2 separate regions of the Sus scrofa genome follow, and region 1 is linked to region 2. The links are chromatin contacts, called in public Hi-C maps. All regions are on one chromosome and are shown on one strand. The core of a region is the stretch at or near the end of the contact, and the rest is flanking DNA. Distances in the headings are between cores, read along the strand shown. Region 1 holds the start of UBXN7 (UBX domain-containing protein 7). Region 2 holds the start of EIF2B5 (translation initiation factor eIF-2B subunit epsilon).

Region 1 (6,440 bases), core at 25-2,524, about 12 Mb after region 2:
AGACCCAAAAAGAGTGAGCCCTGGGCTCTCGTGGGGCTCAAGCCTGTTCCTCACCCCTTGCAGCTGCCTTGGCATCACCTTGGCATCATGGGTCCTGGGAGGGGTCAGGTACTGGAGATAAGAAAGTAGCAGCAGCAGTCCAACTTGGTTATTATTATTATTATTATTTTGCTTTGTAGGGCCGCACCTACAGCATATGGAGGTTCCCAGGCTAGGGGTGGAATTAGAGTTACAGCTGCTGGCCTACAGCACAGACACAGCAACACAGGATCTGAGCAGCAACCTCGTGGTTCCTAGTTGGATTCGTTTCCACTGTGCCACAAAGGGAACTCCAACGACTTGGTTATTTTTTAAAAATTCACCCCAAAAACGCATTTACAGACTCTTAGAAGGGTCAATTCTCCAGATGACTTGTTCCACCTTTTATTGGGCTATTTCTCTATGTAGAGGCAATAAATGTGCATGGGAGGCTAGAATTGAAATTGAGTTTCTTTAACTTTATTCTTTTAAGCCACACTGGTGGCCTAAGGAAAATCCTGCCCGACAGGAGCCACAGCAGTGACAACACCAGATCCTTAACCCACTGTGCCACCAGGGAACTCCTCTTTAACTTTATTCTTAAGGTGGAGGATGACCAGATGCGAATATACTTTTTTTTTTTTTTTTTTTTTTTTTTTTTTTTAGGGGATACGGCATATGGAAGTTCCCAGGCTAGGGGTCTAATTGCAGCTACAGCTGCCGGCTTACACCACAGCAACGCCAGATCCGAGCCGAGTCTGTGACCTACAGTACAGCTCTAGGCAACGCTGGATCCTTAACCCACTGAGCAAGGCCATGGATCGAACCCTCAACCTCATGGTTCCTATTTGGATTCGTTTCCGCTGAGCCACGAGGGAACTCCGGATCTGTACTTTGATGGGAGTTGCAGGAAACCTAACAGAGGGCTATGGAGTTGCAAAAAAACAAAAATAAACTTTCATCCTCAGGTCTATCAATAAAGCTTGTGAAACTGAAACGTGAAGAGCCTATTACCTACCAAGCCCGAAGCTTACTTAGGAAACCCGTAACGGATATCGTGTCTATCAGACTGGCCTTGGAGCTTTAAGAGGAAGGCACCAGAAGTTGTAAAGAAGGATGCGGCGGCAGGCAGCAATCGAACAGCCAACCCGGAGAGCGGACAGCGCTCCGGGACCCATCTGGAAGTGCGCCTGCGCTGACTGTCCAGGGAGGGGGGCGGGGCGTGAGGGGCGGAGCTTGGGGGCGGTCAATGAGTCTGCGCAAACCGTGCGGCGAGGTGGGGGAGGGCGTTCCGTGTGTGTCTGTGTTGTTGTTCGGCGGCAGCGGCGGCGGCGGTAAGATGGCTGCCCACGGGGGCTCCGCGGCGTCGTCGGCGCTGAAGGGGTTAATTCAGCAGTTTACCGCCATCACCGGTAAGAGACGCGGTTACCGGAAGGTGGAGAGTGGGGCCTGGTGCGGGCGGCCGGTCTGACCCGGTCTTCCCTTTACCTTCAAGCATTCCTCCCTAGGGCTTTACCCTCAGCTCCCGTCCTCCCTCCTGAGGAAGAGGCGACGACGGCGTCGGGTCTCTGGGTTCAGGCGGGAGACCGCCTCCCCTCCCCCGCGCACCCCATGCGCTGGTTCTCGGTGTTCTCGCAGCGTAGAGGGAGACTTCCCCACCCCCTTTCAGCCCAGACCCAAGGCATGGGCCGGGCCCATCCGCCCCCGCTGGCCCGAGGACCTGGGGGCGGGAGAGGTGGGGGGCCGCACCCGGGCCACCGCCCTCCTCCTTCATCATCTCCTCTTCTCTGTGCAGCCCTGGGGTGCAGCACATGCCCTTACCTCCTTTTTCCTTTCTTCCCCAGCCAGGTCATTCTCCCCCAGTCCCTGGCCTGCCCTTCCCCTTTCTGGGCCCCTCGAAGCCATCGCTGTGGCCGTGGCTTGTTCGGGCCCTCCCGCCTTAACGGCGAGGCTGGTGCGTTAGCAGCGCCTTTACTGATCTCGGAGGATAGGCCGCCAGAAAGGGGTGGGGGGTTGCTGAGGAGTACCCTCCAGACTGAGGTTTGAAGAGAGGAATTGAGGGGGACCCCCCCCCCACCTGAATAGGAAAGGCCTGGAGGAACCCTTGGTGGCGTTTCCCACCTCCCCATAATAAAATCATAAAGACTAAGACGATGGCGCCGGAGCCTCCAGTTGATAAAATAGGAATGACGGCGGAAACTTCTTTGAGAGAAAATCAGTTTCTGGATGTCAGTGTCCCCCAAACCCCTGGTTTTTCTTTTCCTTTGGACCCCCGCGAAGGCACACGCAGATCCTCTTACTGCCTGGAGGAAAGGCCCCAAGCCATTCTGTGAATTCTCTGTGTCTTCTCTCTGATGGTGCTGAACTTTTTTTGCATGAGTTATTAGAGGGCGGAGCAAATGATGAAGTTCTCTGTGGAGTGATTTGAGAAAAGAGTACTCCATGTGCCTGAGTGTAATTTTGCCGTTCAAGCTTGTCATTTTAGGAGGTCAGTGTTAGTTCCCTCTCTTTAGCAGACCTATACTTTTTCTGGTAGTTTGTTAGATGCGGAGAACATTTTTTACTTTTCATGTATCTAGAGTTTGACGTGCAAAAATTGGTTAAATGAAATTTTATATTTTAACCATTGCTGGTTTGCGAGTTGCCATTTTATAAAGCTAGTTTTATTTTTTACTTGGTAACGGTAACTAGATATTTGATGCATTATTTAGCTCTTGGGCATGAAACATCATGTCAAAGTTGATAAAATTTGTGATAAAATTTGTAATAAAATTGGGATGAGGAATAAAATGGTAACTTCTAAAATATTTAAAAATTGTGATTGGACTGTTATATTAGAAATATAATGCATTGCCCAGTGTGTAAGCAGGTCATTATTATTGTGAAAATTAGGAAATTATTGTGTATATATGTTATTACTATATATATTTATAAAGCAGATATAGAAGTGATTATTATCTTTTTTTAGATTTTCTAGAGGTAGTTTAAGATGCTGCATATTAAAAATTTTTTTGTAATGCTAACATTAGGAACTCAGATTGTTTCAGCCTGTTATTTCTTAAATGAAACATTTTTGGTAGGTATAGACAAAACCTAAAATGTGGCAAGATGAAGTGACTCACTGAATTGCTTTAAATGTTTGTCTCTGCCAGTCTTCATGGCTTGTTTTCTGGTCCCAGACCCTTCTATACCTGAATCAAGTTGGAGTCCCTCAGTAGACAGTGGTATCTGGAAGTCTACAAAAGGGAAAACACTTTAGATTGTTCTTAATATGGATTTTCTTTCCTTCTTTCCTCACACTCTCCCTCCTTCCTTTCATCTTTGTTTCACCACCCCAGTGGCATGCACATGTTCCTGGGCCAGGGTTCGAATCTGTGCCACAGTGTTGCTGCAGTGACTACCCTGAATCCTTAACCTCTTGTACCACAAGGGAACTCCAATATGGATTTTAAATAATAATTTTTTTAAACAATAGTAATTAACTCTTGGAAACACGTGATTGATTCCTTCAGTTCTTTTCACATATCTTAAAAAAATTTGGAGGGATCTGTGCACATGAATTTTATTTTTTATTTATTTATTTTTTTCTTTGAACTACTGCAACCTGTGGCCTATGAGGTTCCTGGACCAACTGGTCCAGTTGGAGCTGTAGCTGCAGGCCTGTACCACAGCCATAGCAATGCTGGATCTGAGCCACATCTGTGACCTGTGCTGCAGCTTGTGGCAACACTGGATCCTTAGCCCACTGAGTGACGCCAGGGATTGAACCCACATCCTCACAGACACTATGTCAGATTCTTAACCCTCTGAGCCACAACAGGATCTCCACATATTTACATTAAATTGTAGTATTTATGACAAAAAGGTATTTGGTATTTATTCATTGCTAGATGAATGAAACTGACTTTTAAGAGTTTCAGAAAGGTTTTGCTTACTTGGAAGCTCAATATTCTGTTAAGAGCAATGCATTTTCAAAAATGTAAGTCTTATCTTTTCTGTGACATTTAGAAGTAGAAGAGAAAATGAAAGAATTTTCTCACTAAATAGAACAACTCTCTCTGAGTATATATGAGTATGAAGTAATGACTGGCTTTAAAAATATTAAAAAGATAACAACATGAAATAATTTTTTTAAATTAAAAATTAAAAAAAATTTTTTTTTCTGTGCCTGAAGCATGAGGAAGTTCGCAGGCCAGGGACTGAACCCTCACCATAGAAGTGATCCTCACCACATCAGTGGATCCTTAACCTACTAGGCCACCAGGGAGCTCCAACATGAAATAACTTTGAAAAAAGGAAACACTAATCCATTCTCATAATAGCAGTATTATTTATTTCACATATTATCTTCTAGTTCTTATTTACATACTTACTTTTATTTCTTGAATTATTTTAAAATTATTTTTACATTTCGAATCATACATAATTTAGAATTCTGAAATTTTCATTTAACATTATTACATCATAAACATTTTTCCCATGATTAAACGCGTTGATAAGCAAATAGCCAAGGGAAATTAAGGTTTTTTTGTTTGTTTGTTTGTTTGTTTGTTTTTGTTTTTTTTTTTTTGCTATTTCTTGGGCCGCTCCCGCGGCATATGGAGGTTCCCAGGCTAGGGGTCAAATCGATGCTGTAGCCACCGGCCTACGCCAGAGCCACAGCAACTCGGGATCTGAGCCGCGTCTGCAACGTACACCACAGCTCACGGCAACGCTGGATCGTTAACCCACTGAGCAAGGGCAGGGACCGAACCCACAACCTCATGGTTCCTAGTCGGATTCGTTAACCACTGCGCCACGACGGGAACTCCTGTTTTTTTTTTTTTTAATGATGGTCTTAGAGGTGATCAAACTGAGAAGCTATGTACTTTCACCACTGATGCCATTAACATTATTTGGGAGTTCCTGTCGTGGCGCAGTGGTTAACGAATCCGACTAGGAACCATGAGGTTGCGGGTTCGGTCCCTGGCCTTGCTCAGTGGGTTAACGATCCGGCGTTGCCGTGAGCTGTGGTGTAGGTTGCAGACGCGGCTCGGATCCCGCGTTGCTGTGGCCCTGGCGTAGGCCAGTAGCTACAGCTCCGATTCGACCCCTAGCCTGGGAACCTCCATATGCCGTGGGAGCGGCCCAAAGAAATAGCAAAAAGACAAAAAAAAACCCCATTATTTGAAGCACATAGAAAACCGGTCCTGTTACTTTATAGTCTGCCACATTTTACCATATTACTTAGTTTGCTCTCCCATGATGTTCTCATACATGGCTTTGAATGACTGCTGACTACTTTCAGAAGTCATATCAGTTCTCAGAACATGAGAATGTGCTGCTGGATCAGAGTGTAATTCCAAAAGAATGTTTTTTTTTAAATGTTTTGAACCATGGCAGTATCCCGTTAACACCTACTTGAGTTGACATCCAGCTACTCGTACAAAATAGATATAATGAGAATAATTCATGACATAAGAGATACATAGATGCTATAGAATAGGTAAAAATAAACACACAATCAGAATGTAGGGCCAAAATGTGGGAGAATAGAAAGCAGAGGCTGAGAAGAGTACGAGAGGTTGCTAGCATAGCATTCCGTAAAGCTTTATGCATAGTAGATGAAATTATGGAACCACTTTAGTTTAATCTTTCTTTAAAATTGTTGAATGAATGCATGTTAAAGAAATTAGAAACTCTAGTGTGTGTGGTGTTTGGTTTTGTGGCCAATTTCCATTCATATTTTTTCTACAATACAATTTTCTTGGGCTAGTATTAAAATGTGTTTAAGTTCTGTGTCAGGAAAGATAGTTGCAAGTGGTCTAGATATTAAAAGAAAGCTCTTCTAGAATTGTTAGAACTATTTTAAAGGGTGATAATGAAGTTTGAGCAGAAATTTAGGGAGGTAATAAATTTTTTTATTTGTGAATAGATTCTTACTAATAAATTCGGTTTTATTAATAGACTTCCATGTATCAGGCATGGTTGAGATCCTGGGGATACTTCCATGAGCAGGACATGGTGTCTGTCCTCAGAAATGCTTCATGGTTAATGAGAATATAGACACCTTAATAAGTATTGTAATACATTGGGATAATGGTAAGCAACTATTATAGGAGCACAAAAGAGGGAGGTCTTCTTCCCAGAAGAAATAATTTCTTAGCTAAGACCTGCAGAAGAGGTATTTTTGGTGGGAGAAACATGTGCAACCTGGAGGAGAGAAGAGCAGACATCCACACATATAGAGAGAAGAAAAGAGAGACAATAGGTGAGGGAAATGAAATAATTCCAACTGAGTAGAGCATAGCTTGTGGGGGATGCAATGAATTGGGCTGAAGAGATAAAGGGTTATAGATTATGAAGGACCTTGTAACCCATCTTAAGAAATCTTAGCTTTATTCTGCATGTAGTGGGAGTCAGTGAAAAGTTTTTTATCTTTT
Region 2 (6,818 bases), core at 3,545-6,044:
CAGGCTTTCATCTTGCAAAATGAAATGAGTTCTGTGGATGGATGGTAGTGATGGTAGCACAATAACGTGAATGTACTTAACACCACTGAACTGTGCACTTAAAATGATTAAGATGGTAAATTTTATGTTACCTGTATTTTACCACAATAAAAAAAAATAAGCCTCAGCTTGGGGGAGCCTGAAATTACTTTTACTATTTATTTAAATTTGATGAGACACTCATTTACTGACTAGCAACAACCAGTCACTCACTCAGTAAATATTTATTGAGCATGTGCCATGTGTCACGTACTCTTTTAAACACCTGGGATACAGTAGTGAATAAAACAGATTTTCATAGAGCTTACATTCTAAACTGATTAATATTCAAGACTCATTTTGAAACCTAAACGGTAATGTGTTCATTTACAAAAAGAACCAGAACTGACCGTCCACCAAAGAAATACAAATGGTCTTCTAAAATAAGAAAACATATTCAGGAGTTCCCATCATGGCGCAGTGGTTAACGAATCCGACTAGGAACCATGAGGTTGCGGGTTCGGTCCCTGCCCTTGCTCAGTGGGTTAATGATCCGGAGATGCCGTGAGCTGTGGTGTAGATTGCAGATGCGGCTCGGATCCCGCGTTGCTGTGGCTCTGGCATAGGCCGGTGGCTACAGCTCCGATTGGACCCCTAGCCTGGGAACCTCCATATGCCGCAGGAGCAGCCCAAGAAATAGCAACAACAACAACAACAAAAAAAGACAAAAAGACAAAAAAAAAAAAAAAGAAAACATATTCAACCTCACTCTAACTAAGAGAAATGCAAATTAAAACTATACTTTGTGGAGTTCCCATAGTAGCTCAGCAGTTAGCAAACCCGACTAGCATCCATGAGGACAAGGGTTCAATCCCTGGCCCTGATCAGTGGGTTAAGGATCTGGCGTTGCCGTGAGCTATGCTGTAGCTCGCAGACACAGCTCAGATCTGGCATCAATGTGGCTGTGGCATAGGCCAGCAGCTGCAGATCCAATTGGGCCCCTAGCGTGGGAACCTCTGTATGCCATGGGTGCAGCCCTAAAAAGACAAAAAGACCCCCTCCCAAAAAAAACTATACTTTGTTTCCCTATAGATTGACAGAAAGTTGAAACTGTTGACTACACACTGTGAAGCTGTGGGGGAACAGGCACTCTGATACACTGCCAGTGTCAGGGCAAAATAGCACACTTTCCATGGATGGTCATTAAATAATGACACCAGGAGCAATGAAGCCTCAAGCAGGCTTCCCAGTGAGTTCAACAGCATATCCCCTCCCATGGGAAGTGAATTCAATTTGAACCCATTACTCTCCTTTAAGAACAAAATCTAAGAAATAAAAGCAAATTTATAAAGAAATCAATAGGAGAAGGCTAGTTGCAGCATTATTTCTAAGAGCAAAATCTGCAACAAAAAAATTAATGTTTACCAGTTGAGAAACACTTGGATGAATATGGTATATTATACCTCAGAGTGTCATGGAATCATTGAAAACAGCGAGGTGTGTACACATTCCACCATATATTAAATAAAAATTAAGTTACAGACAAAAATGCATCAGTATAATAAGAGCTAATACTTAAACTGTGTGACAATGTGTCAAACAGAATGATATGGCCTTTTCATAATATAATCTCATGTAAGCCTCACAACAACCTTATGAGCTAAGTACTATTATCATCATATTTCAAACATGAGGCAGTCCAGGCATAGAGAGATTTAGTAACCTGCCCAAGATTAAACAGCTAGTAAGTTACTAGGAACTGGAATGGAACCAAGGCACTCTGGCTCTGGGGTACCAGTATATAATCATATAGTACACTGTCTCTAAGCACAATCCTGTATATGGATATGTGTAGATCTAATGTAAGTTTGAATATACGAACATGGAGTGTGTGTGTGTTTAGATATATGCCTAAACTTAAACTTATCTATACATAAACTTGGCAGGGAAATAGAAAAAATAACCGTTAATTTTTTTTTTTTTAGCTGTGTGTGGCATGTGGAAGTTCCCCGGGATCAAACCCACAGCAGAGCAGTGACCTGGGCCACTGTAGTGGCAATGCCAGATCCTTAACTTGCTGCACCACAAGAAATTCCCCCCTTAAATGATTAATAATGGTAATAACTCGGAGTTCCCGTCGTGGCACAGTGATTAACGAATCCGACTAGGAACCATGAGGTTGCGGGTTCGATCCCTGCCCTTGCTCAGTGGGTTAACGATCCGGCGTTGCCGTGAGCTGTGGTGTAGGTTGCAGACGCGGCTCGGATCCCGCGTTGCTGTGGCTCTGGCATAGGCCGGTGGCTACAGCTCCGATTCAACCCCTAGCCTGGGAACCTCCACATGCCGCGGGAGCGGCCCAAGAAATAGCAACAACAACAACAACAACAACAAAAAGACAAAAGACAAAAAATAATAATAATAATAATGGTAATAACTCTAGGGTCAGGGTAGAAAGAGATAAGGGTAAGGAATTGTTTGTTTTTGATAGCTGTCATCTAATGTGTGTGAGGTGACAATTTTGTTGTAGTCTTGATTTGCACTTCCCTAATAATTAGTCATGTAAAGTATATTTCATGTGCTTGTTGGTCATTTGTGTATCGTTTTTTGAGAACTGTCCATTCAAATCCTTTACCCATTTTCGTTTTGTTGTTGTTGTTGAATCGAATAACTTTTAAAGCTGAAAAAGCTTAACGAGGAAGTTCCCTTCATGGCTCAGCTATTAACAAACCCAACTAGCATCCATGAGGATGTGGGTTCCATCCCTGACCCAGCTCAATGGGTTAAGGATCTGTGTTACGGTGAGCTATGGTTGTAGGTCTCAGACTCGGCTCAGATCCAGCATTGCTATGACTGTGGTGTAGGCCAGCGGCTATAGCTCCGAATCGACCCCTAGCCTGGGAGCTTCCATATGCCTCAGGTGCTACGCTAAAAAGCAAAAAAGAAAAAAGAAAAAAAAAAGATTAAAGAGTCCAGAAAGAGTTTCCCTAAGGCCCACCCACTAAAACCTTATCTATCCGGCTACCAGTCTACAGAATTACAAACCCTGGATTTACCTCTCACACTTTCAGAAGTGTCACAAGTCATTTAAAATTTTCTACAATTGGACCTACTTTTCATACTCTCATCACAGTTCCACTCCACCGCTTGTGCGTGCTCGCAAATTACTAGTCCTGTTTACTCACCCTTCTTGTTTCTTTTTTCCTGTGGATTTGTAGCACAGTCCAACACCTTCTACAATGTACACTCACTTAATTGAAAACTTTTACTGACTTGCCTTCTGCAGGCTAAAATTTCCAAAATTCTTAGGAAATGGTCTTTCACTTAACGCCATCATTAACTGGTAAAGGGAAGAAATGAGAGACTCCTTGGACCCACGAGGAGTGTGCCTGAGTACCACCGGTCCAGCTGCTGCCCCAAAGGGAAAACAACAAATCTCAGCCCTTCCAACCCCAAATCCTGACGTGCAACACAGCCCTCGGGTGGGAACAAATTGTGCAGAAACTTTGCAGGATGGTGGAATTCCAACGAAAAGAGTGAGGTACCTTGCAGGAAAGCTTCTTGCCCACCAAAGGACACCCAACCCGCCTCACCTCGCTTCCACCACATCCCCGAGGTCCCAAGCTTCAGCAGGCCTGGCTTACCAGCTCAGCCACTGCCTCTTTCCCCAAATGCTGCTGCTCCTCGAGCACCTTTGCACTTCTGTCACCAAGGTTTGCTGCTTACCTTGGGGATCTACTCAATTTTATAGTATTCTTGGGAGTTCCCATCGTAGAGCAGCAGAAAGGAATCCTAGTAGGAACCACGAGGATGCAGGTTCGATCCCCAACCTCACTCAGTGGGTTAAGGATCCTGTGTTGCCGTGACCTGTAGTGTAGATCGCAGACGCGGCTTGGATCTGGCGTTGCTGTGGCTGTGGTGTAGGTTGGCAGCTCTAAGTCCTATTTGACCCCTATCATGGGAACCTCCATATGCCGTGGGTGTGGCCCTAAAAAGACAAAAGACAGAAAAATAATAATACAGTGTTCTTGGACCCACTCCATGGGGTTTCAATAAATGCTTGACATGCTGAATGAATGAATGAAGATGTCAAAAAATAGTAAATTTTTGGCCATGCAAAACTTGGCAGAAAGATTGTAGAGCTATGACGTCTTACAGATTGGGTTCCAATACCAGTTCTTCCATCTACTAGCTGAATGAACTTCATCCCACTGAGAGTTCCAGAAATGTTTGTTGAATGAATGAGTAAAAGGTTCTCCAAGATGTGTGACGAAGTAAGTGCAATAACGCTTGTATCATTCCTGTCCACAATCAGCGCTTTACCAGAGTTACTACTCTCTCTACTATTCCGCGTTCTGTATTCACATAGACTGTTAGTCCCCTGAGGGATAGGAATGTCTGACTCAGTTCTGAATTCCCCAAGGTGCCAGGTCACATTAGGTGACGAGAATAAAGACGGAGGACCACAATTTTTGAGGTGCTCAGGTGGCTGGGGTGGGGGGGTGGCAGAGAAAATTACACATCCAGAAAGGTTCTGGCCGTTTCGCAAAGACCAGAAGTCTCATTATCCCGCAAGAACCTCAGCTTGCTCACGTACAAATGACGGCCGACTCTACTTGCCAATAGACTCTGCAGTCCATAGGACCCCAGGCCCAGGCGCCTCAACAGGTCACCTTCCGCAGCGCTGGGCCGCAGACCTCACTCCTCCCTGCCCAACCTCTGGGCTGAGGAAGACGCATGCGCACTCCTCTCTCCGCGGCTCCTCCCGCCCTTCCTTCTCTAGTCCTTCGCGTTTCGAGTGCTAGGTCTTTTTGTCCCTTACTGCTTGCCGTGTCAGTTTCCGTGCGGAAGTGGTGGCCGTGAGAGAAGAAGATGGCGGCTACTGTGGTGGCGCCGCCTGGTCCGGTGCCTGGTCGAGCCAACAAGCGCAGCGGCAGCGGACAGGGTGGCGGCGGCGGCGGCGGGGGGGCAGCCAGAGGGGCAGAGGAGGAACCGCCGCCGCCCCTACAAGCAGTTCTGGTGGCCGACAGCTTCAACCGCCGTTTCTTCCCTATCTCCAAGGACCAGCCTCGGGTGAGCGCCGCACGCTTGGAAGCTGCCAGAGGGCCTGGAGGTGGCGGGGCTATAGCAAGTTATCCCTTCGGCTTCCTGGTGAGGCGGGCTCTGGAAGGACTTGTGTCCACTCTCTCTCTCAGAAATCGGGTTTATCTGATTATGAGGAAGGCGAGGAGACCGTCTAAAGCCCTGACGATTGCCTGACCAAGTGAGTGGCTGGCAGATTTGAGCACTCGTCGTGCTGTCCACCTCAGGTTTGGGAGCTCTGCAAAGGGCTGATGCAGAAGCAGTGCTTGTGAGAAGCCTTCATTCTGGGATTCAGTGCCTCAAGAGGAGGCTGCGCTGGCTTTATGCAGAGGATAATAAGATCGAGTGATGAAAGGGAATGTCACCTCCTTTTGCCTCCAAAAGGGAGATCATATTGTCGTCCCCCCCCCCAAAAAAAAAGAGCAGACTTGTATAGTGTGGTTTTTTTGGTGTTTCGTTTTGTTTTGTTTTTGTCTTTTTGCCATTTCTAGGGCCTCTCCCGCGGCATATGGAGGTTCCCAGGCTAGGGGTCTAATCGGAGCTGTAGCCACCGACCTACACCAGAACCACAGCAACACGGGATCCCAGCCGCATCTGCCACCTACACCACAGCTCATGGCAACAACGGATCCTTAACCCACTGAGCAAGGCCAGGGATCAAACCCATAACCTCATGGTTCCTAGTCGGATTCGTTAACCACTGAGCCACGAGGAGAACTCCAAGTGTGCTTTTTTTTCTTCCCAGGTTTTAATGAGAGCCAATGCCATATGTCAAAAGAAGAACAGAACGGGTTTAATGGCTGGTTGCCAACATCCCTGCATTGTCTAGAAGCTGGGGAATTGGCCTCAGCTAGTCCTAGGGATTGCTGGGTCACTCAGCAGTCCCCAGTTCAAAGAAAGGGACTTGGCATTCAATTCAGGAAAAGTCCTCTTTGACTCTTCACTTCCTCCAAATAGTCTAATGACTGTTTATTTTGGACAAGTGATGGGGATGACTAGCCCTTGCCTCTTAGAAAAGGATCAAGAAAAGAAATTTTAGGAGTTCCCATCGTGGCGCAGTGGTTAACGAATCCGACTAGGAACCATGAGGTTGCGGGTTCGATCCCTGCCCTTGCTCAGTGGGTTAATGATCCAGCGTTGCTGTGAGCTGTGGTGTAGGTCACAGACGCAGCTGGGATCCCCACATTGCTGTGGTTCTGGTGTAGGCTGGCAGGTACAGCTCCGATTAGACCCCTAGCCTGAGAACCTCCATATGCCGCGGGAGCGGCCCAAGAAATGGCAAAAAAAAAAAAAGAAAAGAAAAGAAAAGAAATTTTGTAGAGAAAAAGGCCTCAGTGGTGCTTAAATTTCTGGAGATATGATTGATCTCTAGTGTTACCCTTTGTCAGGAGTAGTCTCCTGTTCAGTACCAGCTCTGTGTCTGATGCTAAGCATGTAGATTCCATGCTTACTATGTCTGAACTGCAACACATTAGACTGATGTTTAGAGCATGCCATGAACATCAAAGGCAGGAGCCTGATTACTTTTAAATAGGAAAAATAAATTAAAGCTGGTGTTTAAACACACTGATAGTGGAGTGAAAATTGTGGATGAAGAAGGGGAAGGAATGGTACCCAGAAGGCCTTCATGGATTCAATACTTCAAACTTTTTTTCATCTCCTACCCTCCAGGCCCTCTTGCCCCTGGCCAATGTGGCACTAATTGACTACACTCTGGAATT

Evidence for each region. A called contact is a pair of places that touch in the nucleus more often than the background predicts.
Region 1: a Hi-C map of mesenteric adipose tissue shows a contact between it and region 2, with 7 times the contacts expected there. The contact joins the promoter of UBXN7 here to the promoter of EIF2B5 in region 2. A contact is called at or near these places in 4 of 47 Hi-C or Micro-C datasets (mesenteric adipose tissue, omental adipose tissue, retroperitoneal adipose tissue and 1 more).

The regions. Positions count from the first base shown.
Region 1 is chr13:133,688,509-133,694,948 of Sscrofa11.1, forward strand. UBXN7 (UBX domain-containing protein 7) reads left to right here and starts at 1,275. Exons shown (of 11, transcript XM_021070161.1): 1 at 1,275-1,430. The coding sequence starts at 1,358. It also overlaps the pseudogene LOC100620593.
Region 2 is chr13:122,055,614-122,062,431 of Sscrofa11.1, forward strand. EIF2B5 (translation initiation factor eIF-2B subunit epsilon) reads left to right here and starts at 4,795. Exons shown (of 16, transcript XM_021069943.1): 1 at 4,795-5,088; 2 at 6,769-6,818. The coding sequence starts at 4,888. It overlaps LOC106507270 (a long non-coding RNA gene), which reads right to left and starts at 3,869. Exons shown (of 3, transcript XR_002337773.1): 1 at 3,742-3,869.